2 separate regions of the Capra hircus genome follow, and region 1 is linked to region 2. A link is a contact called in public Hi-C data. All regions are on one chromosome and are shown on one strand. Each heading gives the region's core, a stretch centred on a gene start, on an enhancer-like site or on the middle of the called end of the contact. The rest is flanking DNA. Distances are from core to core; before and after follow the strand shown. Region 1 has its middle 26 kb from the start of PRRC2B. Region 2 overlaps NUP214 (nuclear pore complex protein Nup214).

What was found. A called contact is a pair of places that touch in the nucleus more often than the background predicts.
Region 1: a contact with region 2 is called in a Hi-C map of blood, with 6 times the contacts expected there. The contact joins two enhancer-like sites. A contact is called at or near these places in 2 of 5 Hi-C or Micro-C datasets (both in blood).

What each region holds. Positions count from the first base shown.
Region 1 is chr11:100,974,893-100,979,725 of ARS1.2, forward strand. No RefSeq gene overlaps it. Among named protein-coding and RNA genes, the nearest start is that of PRRC2B, 26 kb to the right of the region's middle. Within about 2 kb of position 1,544, at least 2 of the 5 cell types and tissues checked have an H3K27ac peak or open chromatin away from gene starts, as enhancers often do.
Region 2 is chr11:100,832,326-100,837,019 of ARS1.2, forward strand. It overlaps NUP214 (nuclear pore complex protein Nup214), which reads left to right. Exons shown (of 36, transcript XM_018055996.1): 24 at 1,243-1,342. Among named protein-coding and RNA genes, the nearest start is that of TRNAC-GCA, 16 kb to the right of the region's middle. Within about 2 kb of position 1,431, at least 2 of the 5 cell types and tissues checked have an H3K27ac peak or open chromatin away from gene starts, as enhancers often do.

The DNA.
Region 1 (4,833 bases), core at 294-2,793, 140 kb after region 2:
CCAGCAAGGTCAGCGCTTCCAAGGGTCACACTCCAGTCCCCGGGGTTTTCTTGTGCCAGTTGAAGAATCCAGTGCCGGGGCTTCCTGTTGTAATAACTCCCTTCCTGTCCCTGGAGCGCCCCTTCCCCACTAGGTGAAACTCAGAAGAAGGGCCGGAAAATGGCAGGCTCTATTTTCCCCACCTTCCAGGGGCAGTTGGGTGGAATGTGTCCTCTGATAATGAGCTGCAAGGGGCCGGGCCAGGGCGGGCTGCCCGACCTGTGCTGTGTGGAGCTGGCTGATAAAGGCTCCAGAGGGCCTCGGGAGCCAACGCCCAACCCAGGGATGGTACCCATCTCCTGCACTGCAGGCAGATCCTTTGCCACTGAACCACCAGGAAAGCTCAGATCCCTCATGCTGCCTCTAAAAAGTCCTTCATGCTGTAATGAAGACTGATGACACCAAGTGTTGTAACTAAGACCCAGTGCAGCCAAATAAATACATAAAAATAGTAAGGGCTCTGTAATCACCCAGACCTGGGTTTGAGTCTTGGCTTTGTCACCTAGTGGTAGCTGACTGCCTTGTGGGCCTCAGTTTCTTCATCCAAAAAATGGGAAGAACAGGTATCTTGTGAGACTTGGAGAACAGGCCATGTGTATCTCACTTAGGCCTGGCTCTGGTGCCTGGGAGGTCCTCAGCAAATAGTTTTAAACTGTGACTGGGGAGCTCCAAGGGCTGGGCGGTCAAGAAATGAGTCACCTCTCCCCTTGCAGGGCCATGTGGAAGTCTGGGGCAAAAATGAGGATGTTGCACGGGGAATGCAGAGCAGCCTCCTGGATACTGGGGCGGGAAGTGGGTACAGAGGGCTAAGAGCCAGGGGCGGGGGGCTGCTCTCCTGGGGGCACCTGTCTTTTCACGTGTCCACTGCAGTCTGGCCCCTCTGTTGCCATGGACACATCTGCATGGATCCCTCACCACCTCCTTCCCCAAGCCCAGATGCTCTTCCCTTCAGCCAGTGCCCACCCCGTATGACCAGAGTCCCCGAGACCCAAGTCCAAATGTCTGGGAGAGTTCATCGTTTGGCCATAGGAAGGGCCCAGCCTCTGTCTGGACCCAGCTGCTGGCTGGGGGACCCCACATTGGGCAGGTGGTGAGCTCTTTGAGAACCAGACCAGGCTGTCCTCCCACCCTCCTCCCTGCTCTGCCCCAGCTGCCGGACCCACAGCAACAAGGACAGGGCTGGGCCCCCAGCAGGGCCTTTTCTGGAAAGGCAGCTCCTGCTCTCAGCCTCTCCCGTGTGCCAAGCCTTGGAGGAGCTGTGCCTGGACTGGGTTCTCGCCTCCACCTGTAAGTCAGGAGAAGTGACCTGCCCCCTCCAGGGCCACCTGACCACTCAGACCTGCACAGCCCCCAGCCTGAGGTGGGCAGGGCAGGCGGAGAGAGGACGCTGGGGAGTCAAGGATATTCCTGCCTCTTGTCTTGTGATGCTGAAACTCAAGAGCCCCCTGACTCAGCAGGATATTAATAAGCCTGGCGGGCTCCCAGGGGGCCAGCTCTGCCAGGGGCCAAAGCAGGAGGACTTCCAGCCCGCTGGCTTGGGATCTCCCTCCCCATGTCCACAGCTGGCCCCACAGCCCCAGCTCCTTCCCCAGGGCCCCTGGGCACCTATACACCCCAACCTCTCCTGGTAGAGAGACCCTCTCCCCACTGCTCAGGAGGCCTGGGTAAACCTCACTGAGTTAAAGGGAACTATCTAGAAGGGACCCAGGAGGAGAGATGGAGCCAAACATCATGGGGGTGGGGGGCACATGGTCCACCCTTCGAGCTCCAGGGTCAAGTTCAAGCTTTAGCTCTCTCTAAAGTGAAAGTCGCTCAGTCGTGTCCGACTATTTGCGACCCCGTGGACTACACAGTCCATGGAATTCCCCAGGACAGAATACTGGAGTGGGTAGCCTTTCCCTTCTCCAGGGGATCTTCCCAACCCAGGGATTGAACCCAGGTCTCCCAAATTACAGCCAGATTCTTTACCAGGTGAGCCACACGGGAAGCTGAAGAATACTGGAGTGGGTAGCCTAGACCTTCTCCAGCGGATCTTCCCGACCCAGGAATGAAACTGGGGTCTCCTGCATTGCAGGTGGATTCTTTACCAACTGAGCTATGAGGGAAGCCCCTCTAATTTATAGACTTGGGCCAAATCACTTAACGATGCTCGGTTTCTTAATCTGTATAGTGGCAGAGGGGGCGCTAACAGTACTTAGCCCTAGGTTCGCTGCAAGGACCCAGTGAGGTGGCTCTCACAAAGGGCAAGTCCAGGGAATGACAGCTCCTCCTCACCTGTCACCCCTGCTGGTTTCAGCTGAACAAGATGATTGGTCCATCTGGGACTCGGTTTCTGTCCCACAGCGCTCTCTAGTGTGCAGAGATGGTTATTGCAGGGGCCCCCTGCAGATTGTGTGGGTTCCCCTGCTCCTGAGCTCTGAAGGGTCCAAGAGGTACCTTTTCTGATTGACTCAAGTTCGTGACCCCTGTGATGCACTGGCAGTGCAGGCCAAGAGGATGAAGACCCACTCCCTTTCTTTCAAAGTTCAAAGCACACGGCAGCCTGGTTTGGCATCAGTGACCTCCGTAAGCCCCGTCCTGGGCCGTGCCCCTCTCAAGGCTGAACGAGTCACAGCCTCCATCACAGATCTCAGCTACAAACGGGAACACAAAGCCCAAAAGGCCACACACAGGAGCTGAGCACAAAGTGAACCAGGTGCCTGCACACCAGCACTTACGGGATTGACTCCAGCCCGAGACCCCCACAGTGGCGGACTCAGAGAGGACTCGAGGCCTGGGTCCCCGGCGGTCCCTTTTCAAGGCTGCCCAAGGGGAACATTTGCAGAAGGCAGACCCAGTCTGTCTTCTCCCTGTCTCCTAGCCCCTCCTGCTCCCCAGGCTGGGCAGCCTGTCGGCTTAAACAGATGTCTGCCTGCTGAGGGTTCCCCAGGAAACCCTCCCTGCCTGCCTCAGCGGAAAGTATCCACATTCTAGGTCTCTTCCCTCCCCCACCCCCAATAAAACCCTTTCCATCTCTGGAGCTGCTGCGGGCAGAATGAGACCAGGGGGCGCAGGCAACCAGGGAACCAGGACAGGATGGCAAGTCCCGGGGACCCCGCAGGGCTGGCAGTGAGCTCCCCAGCTTGGGGGTGTTTATGCAGAGCAGCTGGTCATGTGGCCAGCATGTGGGAGAGGTGAGCCCACCTGAGGACAGCTGAATTAACAGATCTTACATGGTAAAGCATCTGCCTGCAATGCAGGAGACCTGAGTTCGATCCCTGGGTTGGGAAGATCCCCTGGAGAAAGAAACGGCAACCCACTCCAATACTCTTACCTGGAAAATTCCATGGACGGAGGAACCTGGTAGGCTATAGTCCATGCGGTCACAAAGAGTCAGATATGACTGAGCAACTTCTCTTTCACTAAGGGCCCCTTCCAACCCAGCGGGTCTCTGGTTTTCTTCAAAACTTTCTAATTTCTCCTAATTTTTTTTTTTTTACCAAAGTCATAAAAGAATGGAGTTCAAAAAGAAACATGAGGCCCCCCAGTGTTCACTGCAGCACTGTTCACAATCGCCAAGACATGGAAGCAACCGAAACGTCCACAGACAGATGAATGGATAAAGGAGATGTGATACAGCTTCCTCCCAGTGGTCCAGTGGCTAAGACTCTGGCCTGCCACAACTAAAGATCCAGTGTGTCACAACCAAGACCTGGTGCAGGCCGATAAAGTAAATAAGTAGTTACCAACCACGACAACAAAAGCTGCGGTAGAGCACGCCTCAGGGACTCGAGATCGTCTTTCACCTTGGGGTGTGTGATCCCCGAGGGAGGTCACTTGGTCCTTATCAGGGGCTGCAGTCCCTGACCCCGGCTGCCTTCCCCTGAGCTGGGCAGGATTCGGGTTCCTTCACATTCCAGACAGGCTGGCTCTCCCAGGGCTCTGTGATAAAGTAAACCACAAACAGACTTCCCACGAACTTGTGACAGCCTCGTTGCCGGGAAGGCGAAGCTTCCTTCTCGCCCTCAGCACTGCCCCAAGGAAGCGGGGAGGAGGCAGGTGGGGGAGACAGAGGGGGTCAACTGTCTCACTTCCAGAGGACAAACAGCTGGGACCAAAAATTCAAGAAGAAATAGGAGGCAGCACCATGCTGTGCCAACTACGTCTCCCGTAGCAACTTAATCTCTCTGAGTCTCAGATCTTACAAACCAAACTGCTCTGGTATGCCCTCCCTTTTTAAATTAAAAACCATGGGCCCCTTTTCATCCTGTCTTAACATTTACCACTCATATGTGCAGGAGACTTGGGAGTTTACAAGGCTGTGTGTGCGCGCTTAGTCGTGTCCAATTCTTTGCGACCCCGTGGACTGCAGCCCAACAGGCTCCTCTGCCCATGGGATTTGCCAGGCAAGAATACTGGAGCGGGTGGCCATCTCCTCCTCCAGGAGATCTTCTGAACCAGGGATCGAGCTCACGTCTCTTGTATTTCCTGCGTCGGCAGGCCGATCCTTCACCACTACTGCCACCTGTTGCCGTGTTGTTCAATTCCTCAGTCGTGTCTGTGACCCCATGGACTGCAGCACGCCAGGCTTCCCTGCTCTTCACCATCTCCCGGAGTTTACTCAGACTTATGTCCATTGAGCCGGTGAGGCCATCCAACCATTTCATTCTCTGTTGCCCTCTTCTCCTCCTGCCCTGAATCTTTCCCAGCATCAGGGTCTTTTCCAATGAGTCGGCTCTCTTCACCTGGGAAGCCTCTTATAAAGCTCATCAACGAGGCAATGCATGGCAAAAACCACCACCATACTGTAATTAG
Region 2 (4,694 bases), core at 181-2,680:
TGTTTTAGCTGAATGAATCTTTTTAGTTTTATACCTGCTTAGAACATATGCCAATTTACACTAAAATTTTAAAAGATGGAAAAGACATGGTGGTTTGATTTAGCCAAAAATAGTTGCCATTAGATGATAATAGATCTCTAGGGAAAGTTCAGATTAAAACCCTTACTAAGACACCTAACATAGATATGAAAGAGAAAAAAACAGAACTTTTTAAGGTACTTTTGAGCATTCTGAAAAATATAAGAATTCCTTGATGTTTTAAATATCAGTCGGACCAAGCAGAATCTTAGCATTGTACTGAACAGATCCAAAATCAAGCTGATTGATTATTTATCAGCTTCAAGTCTACCAGGATTTAGGATTAGTCCATTCTCAGCAGGAGGTGGTGTGATCATTTCAGAAGACATTATTCAAAAACAGGTTTCGAAGGTGTGGGCACCTGTGAGTGTCAAGGATGAACTACGTGCAGTCATAAGCAGGGCATCCCTGGGGACTCCCTGAAGGAAGGGGTGGAGTGAGCTGCCATAGAGCCACCATCCTACCTGGGCTACAAGTCCAACTGCCCCAAAATAGTTGGAGAAGATCCAAGAGCTTTGCTTAGGCCTTAATAGTTATTTATAAATTATAAGACACATACAAAAAAGGTATGGAAGCTGATAAGCCTAAGACAGGTGAGTAAGTGCCACATCAGTCCCTGGTACCTTTCCTTAATTCAGGCCTGCTTGGCCTCCTCCTCCATTTTGGTTCAAGCTCCATTTTTCATATTTGATTCACTGTGTCTGTCTCACTAAAGCATGAACTTCTTTAAAGAAGACACTATATTTCAGACATTTTTTGTATTCCGAGCACCTAACAGAGTCTGACACTAATAAGCTCATGTGAAAGAGTGGCTGAATGAATGAATGCGTGGAGGCAGGAACACTGGTGATCCTCTAGCTCTTTCTGCCCTTTTCCAGGACAAGCCGATATGGCAGGTATCTCAGCTCTGCTCTGTAAAAGCTGGCTGGTGAATTCCTTTTTTCTGAACTAGGACATTTGATTAAATTGCACAAAGCTTCATTGGATAATCTTTATGAAGGGCGTAGGCCAGGTGTTCCATTGAACACAGTGCTGCAGAACCACCTAAATTTCCTTTATATAATAAGTTTGCATTCTGCTTGTGTCCTAGTTATTCATTAGACCTGGCTAGAATTTTGATCTTATATTGCAATTAACGTGCCTTTCTCTTCTCTATTTAAATAGCTGTCAGTACATTGACTGAATCAACTTTGAAGAATGTCCCTCAAGTGGTAAATGTGCAGGAACTGAAGAATAATGCTACAGCCCCCTCCGCAACCATGGGGTATGTTACTGCTTCAGTAGTGTGTTTCAGCCAATGAATTATTCTGCAGTAGCGTAGAACTGCCTGCAGGGAGCAGCAGTGCTATTGTTCCAGTGTGACTTCCTGCACAACTTCAGGTTATCAGAGGAGCGGAATGGACAGCTAATCTCAGGCACACAGTTGGGCTTTCAGGAAATTGTCCTCTCCAACTGGCAGTAACAGTTGCCTCATAAACTTCCAAAGTCTTGGTGTTACATACTCAGTGTGCTGTTTGCTGTATGTAAGTCTGCATGTGGTACACGTTACAGTTATTAAGTCAGGTAAGGTGGAGGGTTTGATTTATTTTGGGGGCTCCTGAGTTGACACTTCAACTCTAACGCAGACTGTTGATTCTAAAAACCCAGTGACGGTCTCTCCTCCCTTCCTTCCCCTCTCCAGGCATTCCTGTTTGTTCAAGTTTCTCATATTGCTTGTATGAAAAAGCAGTGGTTTAAAAGGCAGAAGCTCTGTTTGGAGACTTCCAGTTTCTCCCCATGCCACATCTAAGAGCTGGATCATTGCTGCCAGAACTGACTTTTAAGTGTGAATCTGTGTTTAGAATTCCAGGCATTGACTCCCTCCCGCCGTTGTGGGCAGCACGGTTCACAGAACATGCCGGTGTCCTGTTGCTACCAAGTATCTTGCAGCCAAGAGCTGTGCAGTGTGGCTCGGGGAAGAGTTGAGGGCTGTCTCCTCAGTTTGAATGTAGAGATCGTGAGGACCAGGGTCATTCAGGGGGTTAGTGTCTGGTGCCTGTGACCAGTCCAACTGCGAGAAGAACAGCCGCTAACCCTGTGTTTTTTCCAGTTCACGTTAGCCCTCTCCTCCCCCACCCTAGGTCTGCTCCCTGTTCGATTTTGGCTTTATCAAGTGGCCCTGCTTCACTAGTCCACTGGCCTCTTTTTTCCACATTGGTCCATTTATCAACACTGCCAGGAATTTCTTAGTTATCTCAGGGCCATACTAACAGCCAAAAACAAGCCTAGCTTTCCTATCTTATAGTGACCTTGAAGCTTTGGTATGCTGTTTAGACCAAGATGGCATTTGTGGTTGTTGTGAACATCTCAAGGGAAAGAACTATGCATTCGAGTTTGGGAATTATAGCCAGATTCCTAGTGTAGGGTAGGCAAGGAAAAGCCACCGCAAGGCAGAATCTTACATAAGACAGGAAAAGCCAGCTTAATGGTGAAAGAAACATGGTCTGGAATACTTTAGCTGTTCTCACAATATGTGAGAAGCACCTCTTGATGATCTCCTTTATCTTATCTCAGGCAGTGTTTTCCTCTAGTGATTCATCTGAGCTGATCATTGATATGAGCTTTGTTAAAGGAGCGATTCTGAGTTTGCCCTTTTTTCTGACTTAAGAAAAATAGACATAGGAGTTCAAAAAGAGTTGAAGAAACTCTTCTTTTCTCCGCAGAATTGGACTCTGGTTATTATTAAACTTGTATGCCCAGCATGGCACCTGGAATGTTGTTTCTTTTTAATACCTTATTGAATAATAGGTGAATCTAAGCACAGTTGGTAAGTGGAAATTGGTATTTACCGCCTTCCCCAATAAGAAAGCCTGAGAGGGAATTATACTCATTATAAAATTACTTTCAGATTCTGTTAAGCAGTAGTTTCCTGAGTGTTTTTTGTTTTTGCTTGTTTTGTTTTTGTTTTTGGTGGCACCTCGAGCCTTTATGGGATCTTAGTTCCCTGACCAGGGTGGAACCCATGCTTCCTGCAGTGAAAACATAGAGAGTCTTAACCCCTGGACTGCCAGGGAAGTCCCTCCTAAGTGTATTTTAAGTATTTAATTTTGCATTTAACTTCTCCTGAGTAATATCTTAAAGAGATTTATTATAAGATGAGGTTCTATGTTTCTGCCACTGGTATAGCTTATGTTCACTGGCCTCACCCCGCTCACCCCTTATATTAACCAGTCATCCTGTTTTCAAGAAGAGGGCTCATTTGGGGCACACTCATGCTATTTAGACTCCTCACCAGCGCCCAGGCACTTGATTCAGCAGATTCCTAAGGGATGTCTGCCATGAGCATGATAATGCCCTGGATATTTGGGGTCCAGTAGTCAATAAGATATACCAAATCCCCACTTTCACGACACTTAGATTTTAGCAAGAAGACAGCCACCAAGCTACCCATTTCACATTAGTTATTTAACTGTAGTATAATGAGTTTGATGAAGGAGAGGTACAGGGTGCTAAGAAGGCTCACAGTGAGGCAATCTGGTCAAGTCTGGGGCTGACAAGGTTAGGAAGGAAAGATGTTTCAGCTGGAAGTTGAGAGGCGACCAGAAGTTGCCAGGCAGAGTGGAAGAAGAGTGTTGTAAACAGGGGTTGCCGGAGCTGAGAGAGCCCAGAGCTGGGAAAGGGCAGCGCAGGTCTGAGGGCAAGTGAGAGGCCAGTGTGTCTAGAGTTCTGGCAGGAAATGGAGGGTGAAGGAAATAGGGCCAAATGAGGTGAGAAATATGGTGGAATTTTTTATTGGTTTGTTGTTTTCCAAAACACACCCAGATCATCATTCCTTTCAGGAATTTTGGCATTCGTTTCTTCATTCTTTCTACAAATACTTAAGTAGCATTTGGTATATGCCACACACTGTTCTAGGTGCTGAGAATAACACAGTTAACAAAGCAGACCCCGCCCCCCAAAATCCCCAAACCCTGCCCTAGTCACAGAGAGACAGATGACAAGTAAGAGTCATCTAAATACAGTGTTTTAGAAGGGGATAGGTATGACAGAGAAAATTAAAGCAGAAAAGGGGTTTAGGGACTTTGTCCAGACGTGGTTGCAGTTTTAAATAGAGGCAAAGAAGGTGCTTCTCCTACATGGCTAATGACTACCATGTCTCAGAAATACCAGACCATATTTTTTTCACCACAAAACTGGTGATTCTCCTGTCTTGTATGTTGATAATACTCTGCCTTGCCGTGGCTTTTGACATTTTACATTTGAATAAAGACCAGAGAGCAGGCTCATGAATATCCTAAGGAAGAAAGCCCCAAGCACCAGGCCTGTAGTGAGATCTTGTCTGGCAGGTTCAGGATGAAGCCAGGCAGCCCCTGGTGGCTGAAAGGAGAGAAGAGAGTGGGATAGGGCCAGGGTACAAATCCAATAACATCTGGTAAGCCTGGTTGAGGACCTAGCTGACCACTGGATGCTGAGTAACCTGATCTAATTTACATTTGCTTTTTTAAAGCAATTTTAGTAATTTTTAAAAATACTGGAGCATGATTAACACACAGTAAAATTCACCTTTTTGTAGTCTAAAATTCCACGAGCTATGATAAATGCAGATCATTTTGTTGACCTGTGAGTTTAGCAAGAAG